Regions from separate parts of the Podarcis muralis genome. Here region 2 is linked to region 1. Evidence: chromatin contacts called from public Hi-C data. All regions are on one chromosome and are shown on one strand. The core of a region is the stretch at or near the end of the contact, and the rest is flanking DNA. Distances in the headings are between cores, read along the strand shown.

Region 1 (3,406 bases), core at 307-2,806:
GTAATATTGGATCGTGCGTCTTCTAAGCCAGACCATACAGTTTACAATTTACTAGTCCAACCTATTGCAATACAGGAATCTTTCATCCAATGTGGAGTTTGAACGCACAACCCTCATGCTCTACTGACTGAACTATGGTGTTGAGGGCAGAACATAGACTTGTGGGAGTCTGTTTCACTGTCAAACAGCTATTACTGTCAAAAAGTTATTCCTGATGGCAGCATCTCCTGTCTTGTAACTTAAAGCTATTTGTTCAGGTCCTAGCCTCTGGAGCAGAAGAAAACAAGTTTGCTCCATGTGACAGCCTTTTAGATATTTGAAGACGGCTATCCTCTTGGTCTCCTCTGTACCAGGCTAAACATACCCAACAGAGAAAGTAGACCTGCCCACTCCTGCACCTGCCTTAGTCACACCCAAGGTAAATTGTTGCAATGTGCCATATTGCTGCCCTTGGGAAATATTGGGAAATTACAGCTGATGCCAAAATAATATTTGGTGCTTGCTTTTTTGACCATTTCAAAAAAGCCTTGTTTAAATTCAAGGTACTGGCTATTATATTACCTCTGTGAGGTCCTGAATGGTCCTGGACTAGAATATTTGAAGGGCCACCTCCTCCTGTATAAACTATCCATCAATTGCATTCATATTTGGAAGCCCTGCCCTGATTTTGCTGGCAAGAGTGATGAAGTTGGCTGGGATGTGTGTCTTTTTATTGGGCCCATCCTGATTAAGGACCTTCTTCCCAAGAAAGGCTAGATTGGCTCCTTCAAATATTTTTAGGTGAAGGTTTAGATGTTTTCTGTTCTGCCTAGCTTTTGACATATTTTAACTTATCTCATTGGTAGGTCCCTGGCTGACTGCCTTGCATCTGCATATAGGACTGAGGGGAATTCTTGTCTGAAACCCTGGAAAACTGTAGCCAGTCATGTATATAGTACTCTCATAGATGGACAAATGGTCCGGCATGATAGGCAGCAGCTCCCTAAGCTTCTATTTTCCTGAATGCAATATTCCCTTTTCCATCACTCCTTATACTTGAAGAAATGAGATACCTCTATGCAGTGTAGAGAACAGGGACTGCAATCAAAGGAGAACGACAAAATTAATTTTCACCTATGGCAACAACAAAACAGCCTGAGTGGTCCCTGAATATCATCAAGTTGAGGGGTGGCTTTAGGCTGTTGGTTGTTATTGGTTGTACAAGTCTGTCTGCTATTCGTCCACCTACCTGCTTTGACCACCGTTTCGAGCATCTTAAAAATTCCCGTACTTTCCCCTGCATTTATGCTTAAAGATCTGGAATTAAATCCACATGCCTCTGTGCATTAGGTTTTTCTTTTGGTTGGTAAAGCAGGCACGTGCTCTGTCACTCGTCATCAGGTGTCTTTAAAAGCCTGCGGTATTAACTGCAAAGCACCTTGGAAGAGATTTGCGGCCGAAGATATTCTCTATAGTATGGGTGCGCACGGGGGGGGGGGGGGATCTAAAAGGAACCCTTCCCACATTCAGATTTACAGCACTGTTCTAATCTCTCTTCTCTCTATGCCACCTTCCCATGCCAGCTCTTTAGAAGCAGCAGCGCCCCCTTTCCCTTTGTTTTGCTTGCGATCGCCTTCCGTAAACAAAGAAAAGCAGCAGGCGAGCCAGCCCAAGGCCGCTCGGCCAGCCTCGGCAGCGCCGGAGCCTAGAGGGCAGTGTGAGCGCCGCCGCGGCCGCAGCCTGGAAAGGCGGAGCGGCAGGAACTGCTAAGGCGAGGCGTTTTTGACATCAGTTCCTCTGGCGGGGGGTGGGAAGAGTTTTCTTCCCGAAAATGCCACAAGTAGAAAGCGGCGAGCCCCGGGCGGCTGCCCTGGGGCAGGAGGCGGCGAGCGGGCGCGCCCGGTGAGGGTCTGCTGCCGCCGGCGGCGCCTTCGAGGCTGCGCGCCTCCTCTTTTCCCCTCCTGGGAGCGAAGGAGCTTCAGTTAGTGGCGGCGGCAGCAGCAGCAGCAGCGACGTCAACTCCGGCCCCGCTCGCCGTCGCACCCAGCATGAGCAGTGGCGGCGGCGGGCGCTCGGGCGCCCGCGTGGCCGTGAAGATGGAGGTGGCCCCCTTCTACGGCGAGGACGGGCTGGAGCTGCTCCCGGACTTCGTGCAACTGCCGGGCTTCGCGGGCGGGCCCGGCGCAGCGGGACCTGCGGGGCTGGAGCCGGCCGAGGAAAGCGCGGCGGACCAACAGCACAAGCTGCTCCTGGTCGGGAAGAAGCAGCAGCAGCAGCGGGACTTGGTGGCGGCGGCGGCTGCCACCCCCGGCGCTGCCTTGCCGCCCACCGGTCCCTTCACCTCGCTGCGCCCCCGGGGCGGCACCAGCAACGCCGTGCACCGCCTGATCCCCGACGCGCCCGGAGTCGGCCAGGAGGTGGGCTCGGGCGTGCTGCAGCCTCTGTTGAAGCTGCCGGCGGCCGCCGACCTAGAGCAGCTGCTGATCCAAGCGGGCAGCCCTGGCCTGGCCGGTCCGGCCAGCCCCGGCGGCGGAGGGCCTTCGGTGGCGGCGGCGGCCGGGGGCTCCTTCTTGTACCGGTCTCCGCAGCCCTCCGCCCAGCAGCAGGCGGTGACGCAGGAGCAGGAGGGCTTCGCCGACGGCTTCGTGAAAGCCCTGGCCGACTTGCACAAGCAGAACCAGCTGCTCGGCGTGTCTCCGGCGCCCCTCTCGCCCACCGCCCACCCGGGGGGGCCCTGCTGCCCTCCGTCCCGCCAGGAGTCGCCCGCCGTCTACACCACCTTGGGCGGCTTCAACCCGGCCAGCCCCTCGGCCGGCGGCACTTTTTTCCCTCCCCAAGTCGTGGCTCGCCTTCCAGCGCCCGGCTCGACGGGCAGAGCTTTGGAGGAGCCTCAGACGGTGCCGGAGGCGGCCGTGGTGTCGGTTCCTCCTCCTCCGCCACCTCCGGCGCTTTCGTCCGGAGACTCGCCGCCGCCGGCCTCCTCCTTGTCCCCGCTGGACGCCGAGAGCCAGGAGCGCCTGAAAGCCGAGCGCAAGCGGCTGCGCAACCGCATCGCGGCCTCCAAGTGCCGCCGGCGCAAGCTGGAGCGCATCGCCCGCCTGGAGGAGAAAGTCAAGGCGCTCAAAGGGCAGAACGCCGAGCTGGCCGCCACCGCCAGCCTCCTGCGCGCCCAGGTCACCCAGCTGCAAGGCCGCGTCCGGAGCCACCTCTCCAGCGGCTGCCACATTAACGCCGCGGCGGCGGCCCCGACGCAGACCTCGGCGGCAGCTAGCCAGCCCCCGGGCAGAGAAGGAGCCACAGAACCGGAGACCAGCGCTTGCTGAAGCCGCTCGACCGTCCCGCGACGGGGAGAGATACCGAGGCGCGCACAAGCTTGCCTTGCGTGGCAAAGCGGGAAGGATGACCCCTTGATGGTGGCGAACCTTCA
Region 2 (3,406 bases), core at 660-3,159, 170 kb after region 1:
AATGTCATCCAAGCCCTTATCTATATCAACAATCCGGCCCTATATATTCACTCTCCCTTAGGGAACCTTTTCAACTTTACATTATTTGCTGCTCTTCATGGCTACCACCCATGGCAAGCCTTTCTCTGCCATCCAAAATAAGAATTCCCTGAAGCATATGCTGCAAGTCACACCAACTCTGAAGTGTTCCCAGTTTCAACTTCCTCTTCAAAACTCACTTCCTCACATGTCCACACTTCACTTCGGCACAACTCTGTGTGCACATTTCTCTTACCAGATTAACATATACAAAGTGCCCTCTGTGTACTTTTCAGGCTTCTGGTACCCATACATTACCCTCCTCGCCAGGCATATATCCCCACTGGTACTGCTGCCAGTTTTTCTCCACCATTTAATCATCGTCCACCCCACCCATAACTTTGACGAGCATGCATCCATTTTCCTTCGGCAATACAGTGCCAAACTACATTTGTCCTCCCTCTGCGTTGCCCCCACTTCTTTCCCAACATCCTCTCCTTGCGCATAGCCACCCCTACCTGCCATTCTCCCTTCCTCTTGGTTCACCAAGCCTAGGCACCGAAATGTAGCTTCCCTCTCCGGCTCCAGTCCCAAGCGCTCACTTGCCGTTAGCCCTGAAGCCTTATGTACGCCATTCCCACGTGCCCCACAACAACCCCCAACTCTGTCCGGCAATGCAAGCCTGCCCCTAAAACCCACCCTTCCTATTCTCCCCCCAACCCCGCCAAGCCATGGGCTTCCCTGCCCTGCCAGCTGGGCCTGGCTCGCTCACATCCACTCTTCCCCTCCGTATCAAATCACGCCCGCCATAAAGGCGCAGATCGTCCCAGGAAACGGGGCGGCATTCATTCACCCCATAACTACTATATTTCCCCCCCCCCTTAGGGCGGGGCCAAAGCCAGGCCAGGCTCTGAGGCGCCCACAACCGCCTGGGCCTCGTTTTTTTTTTTAGGCCGCAGTTCAGGCCACCTCCTGGTCCGGGACGAAAAGGGAGCCGTAACGGACAGAGGCCCCATGACAATGCAAAGCAGCTCCGGCCCGCCCTTCTCCCGCCACCGCCGGCTGCGGCTGCTACCCGAGGCCCGGCTCCGCTGCCGACTTGCGAACTACCGCCACCCCTCCTAGTGCAGCGTCGGCGGCGCCATGATGATCCACCTCTCTCCTTGGCTCCCTTTCCTTCTCCCCATCCCCCGCCCGGTGTCGCCCAGGCCCGGCCAGCAGCAGCAGCGGCCCCGCACTCACTCACCTTCATGTCGGGACATCCTAGTTCAGAGGAGAAGGCGGCGGCAGCGGCCCGGCCCGGCCCAGCCCAGGCCCGTCCCGGGCTCCAGTTCCCTTCCCCCCCCCCACTTCCCTCCCCACCCACCCACCCACCCACCCCCGGTCTTGGCTGTCCGGCACCGGCTCCGCAGCCTGGGCCCGGGCGAGGCTCGAGGCTGGGCCTAGCCTCTCCCAAGTCACCCCCTCCGTGTGCAGGAGGCGGCTCGCTTCGGCGCGGGCGGGCGGAGGGAGGCGAATCGACTCCGGCGGCGACGGCGGCGCTCGTAGTAGTAGTGATGGTGAGGCCTCTCCGGGATGGTGGCGGCGGCGGCTGCAGTTCCTCCCTCCCCGCCTTCCCGGGAGGCAGCAAGCAGGCGGGCGGGCGGGCGGGTGCCGCCGCCGTGACACGGTGACTCTGTAAGCTCGCTCAGGGCCCCGCCAGCTCCTAGCGCCGCCCTCCCGCCCGACGACGACAGCAGCGGCGGCGGCGGCGGGTCTCGTCGGTCTCCCTGGTCTATTCCCCTCCCCACGTCGTCCGTCGTCGTCGTCGTCCTACCACCACGCTCGGCGGTAACAGCGCCGCTGCCTCTTCCTCCTCCTCCTCCTCCTCTAGCCCGGCCTGCCTAGCCTACCTCCCCTTCTCTCTGTCTCTCCTCCCGCCCGCCGAGAGGAAGAGGAAATAACACAGCGGGCCAGAGAGGGAGGAAAGAGCCGGCCGGGCGGCTGAGGGGAGGAGGGTCTCGCCTTCCCCTCACGCACCTCAGACCCGCTCTCGGCTCTCAGTCCTTTTCCCTCACAAAACCGCCTTCTTTTCCCTCACAAAACGCGCTTTCCCCCCTCTGGGCGGCTACAACAACCGTTCGTTTGAAGAATTGGAATCAGAGAATGGTTGGAAGGGGACCCTGAGGGTCATCTAGTTCAACCCCCCTGCAATGCAGGGATGTCAGCTAAATTAGGCATGGCGGGTGGCCATCTAACTTCTGCTTAAAAACCTCCAAGGAAAGAGAGTCTTGCCACCTCTTTTGGGAGTCTGTTCCGCTATTGAACAGCTCTTCCTGTCAGAAAGCTCTTCCTGGTGTTTAGTAGGAATCTCCTTTTTCTGGTAGCTTGAATCCATTGGTTCATGTCCTAGCCTCCAGAGCAGGAAAAGAAAAACATGCACCATCTTCCATGTGACAAGTCCTTGAGATATTTGAAAATTGCTATCATATCTCCTCTCAGTCTCCTCTTATCCAGGCTAAACATACCCAACTCCCTCAACCATTCCTTGGTAAGGCTTGGTTTCCAGACCCTTGATCATCTTGGTCACCCTCATCTGCACAAGGTCCATCTTGTCAATATCCTTCTTAAATTGTGGTGCCCAGAACCAGTGGCGTAGCGTGGGTTGTCAGCACCCGGGGCAAGGCAAGTAATTTGCGCCCCCTAACCTGTGGATTTGCCCTAACCCCAGATATTGCGCCTGGTGCGGCCGGCCCCCCCTGCACCCCCCACGCTACGCCACTGCCCAGAACTGGACTCAGTAATCCAGGTGTGGTCTCACTGAGGCAGAATAGAGCAGTACTATGACTTCCTTTGATCTGGACTCTATACTTCTTGATGATGCAGCCTAAAACAGCATTAGCTTGTTTTGCTGCTGCATCACACTGTGGATTCATGCAAAGCTTGTGATCTACTAAGACCCCTAGATCCTTTTCACATATGTACTACTGGCAATCTAGGTGTCTCTCATCTTATATTTGTGCAGTTGGTTCTTGCTGCCTAAGTGTAGAACCTCTCCAATCTGTTAAGGTCACATTGAATCCCAATTATGTCTTCTGTGACATTGGCTACTCCTCCCTGTTTGCTAATTTCCCCTCTCACACTGTTACTCTTGATCAGTTTTCTGCCCTGGCTGTGGGTACCGGTAATTGTGTGGGTTTTTTAAACCAAAGAGCACCCCTCCCCCCCAAAAAAAAAACATATATTTATGTCTTGAAATCCACTAGAATTTCAAACTCAGAGTCGGAGACATATTTACACTTGTGAATCCTTCTCTTAATCCATTTTCTTGTTTACAGGTAAAAGTAGTGTAGTGGTAAAAGTACAGGTAAAAGTAGTATAGTCACACTGTGGAAGAGTGAAGAAGCTA

What was found. A called contact is a pair of places that touch in the nucleus more often than the background predicts.
Region 2: a Hi-C map of blood shows a contact between it and region 1, with 4 times the contacts expected there. The contact joins the promoter of KCMF1 here to the promoter of LOC114587396 in region 1. A contact is called at or near these places in 2 of 3 Hi-C or Micro-C datasets (blood and tail).

Annotation. Positions count from the first base shown.
Region 1 is chr17:11,067,460-11,070,865 of rPodMur119.hap1.1, forward strand. LOC114587396 (transcription factor JunD-like) reads left to right here and starts at 1,557. Exons shown (of 1, transcript XM_028711571.2): 1 at 1,557-3,406. The coding sequence starts at 2,028. The coding sequence ends at 3,302.
Region 2 is chr17:11,233,903-11,237,308 of rPodMur119.hap1.1, forward strand. KCMF1 (potassium channel modulatory factor 1) reads right to left here and starts at 1,910. Exons shown (of 7, transcript XM_028712983.2): 1 at 1,265-1,910. The coding sequence starts at 1,280.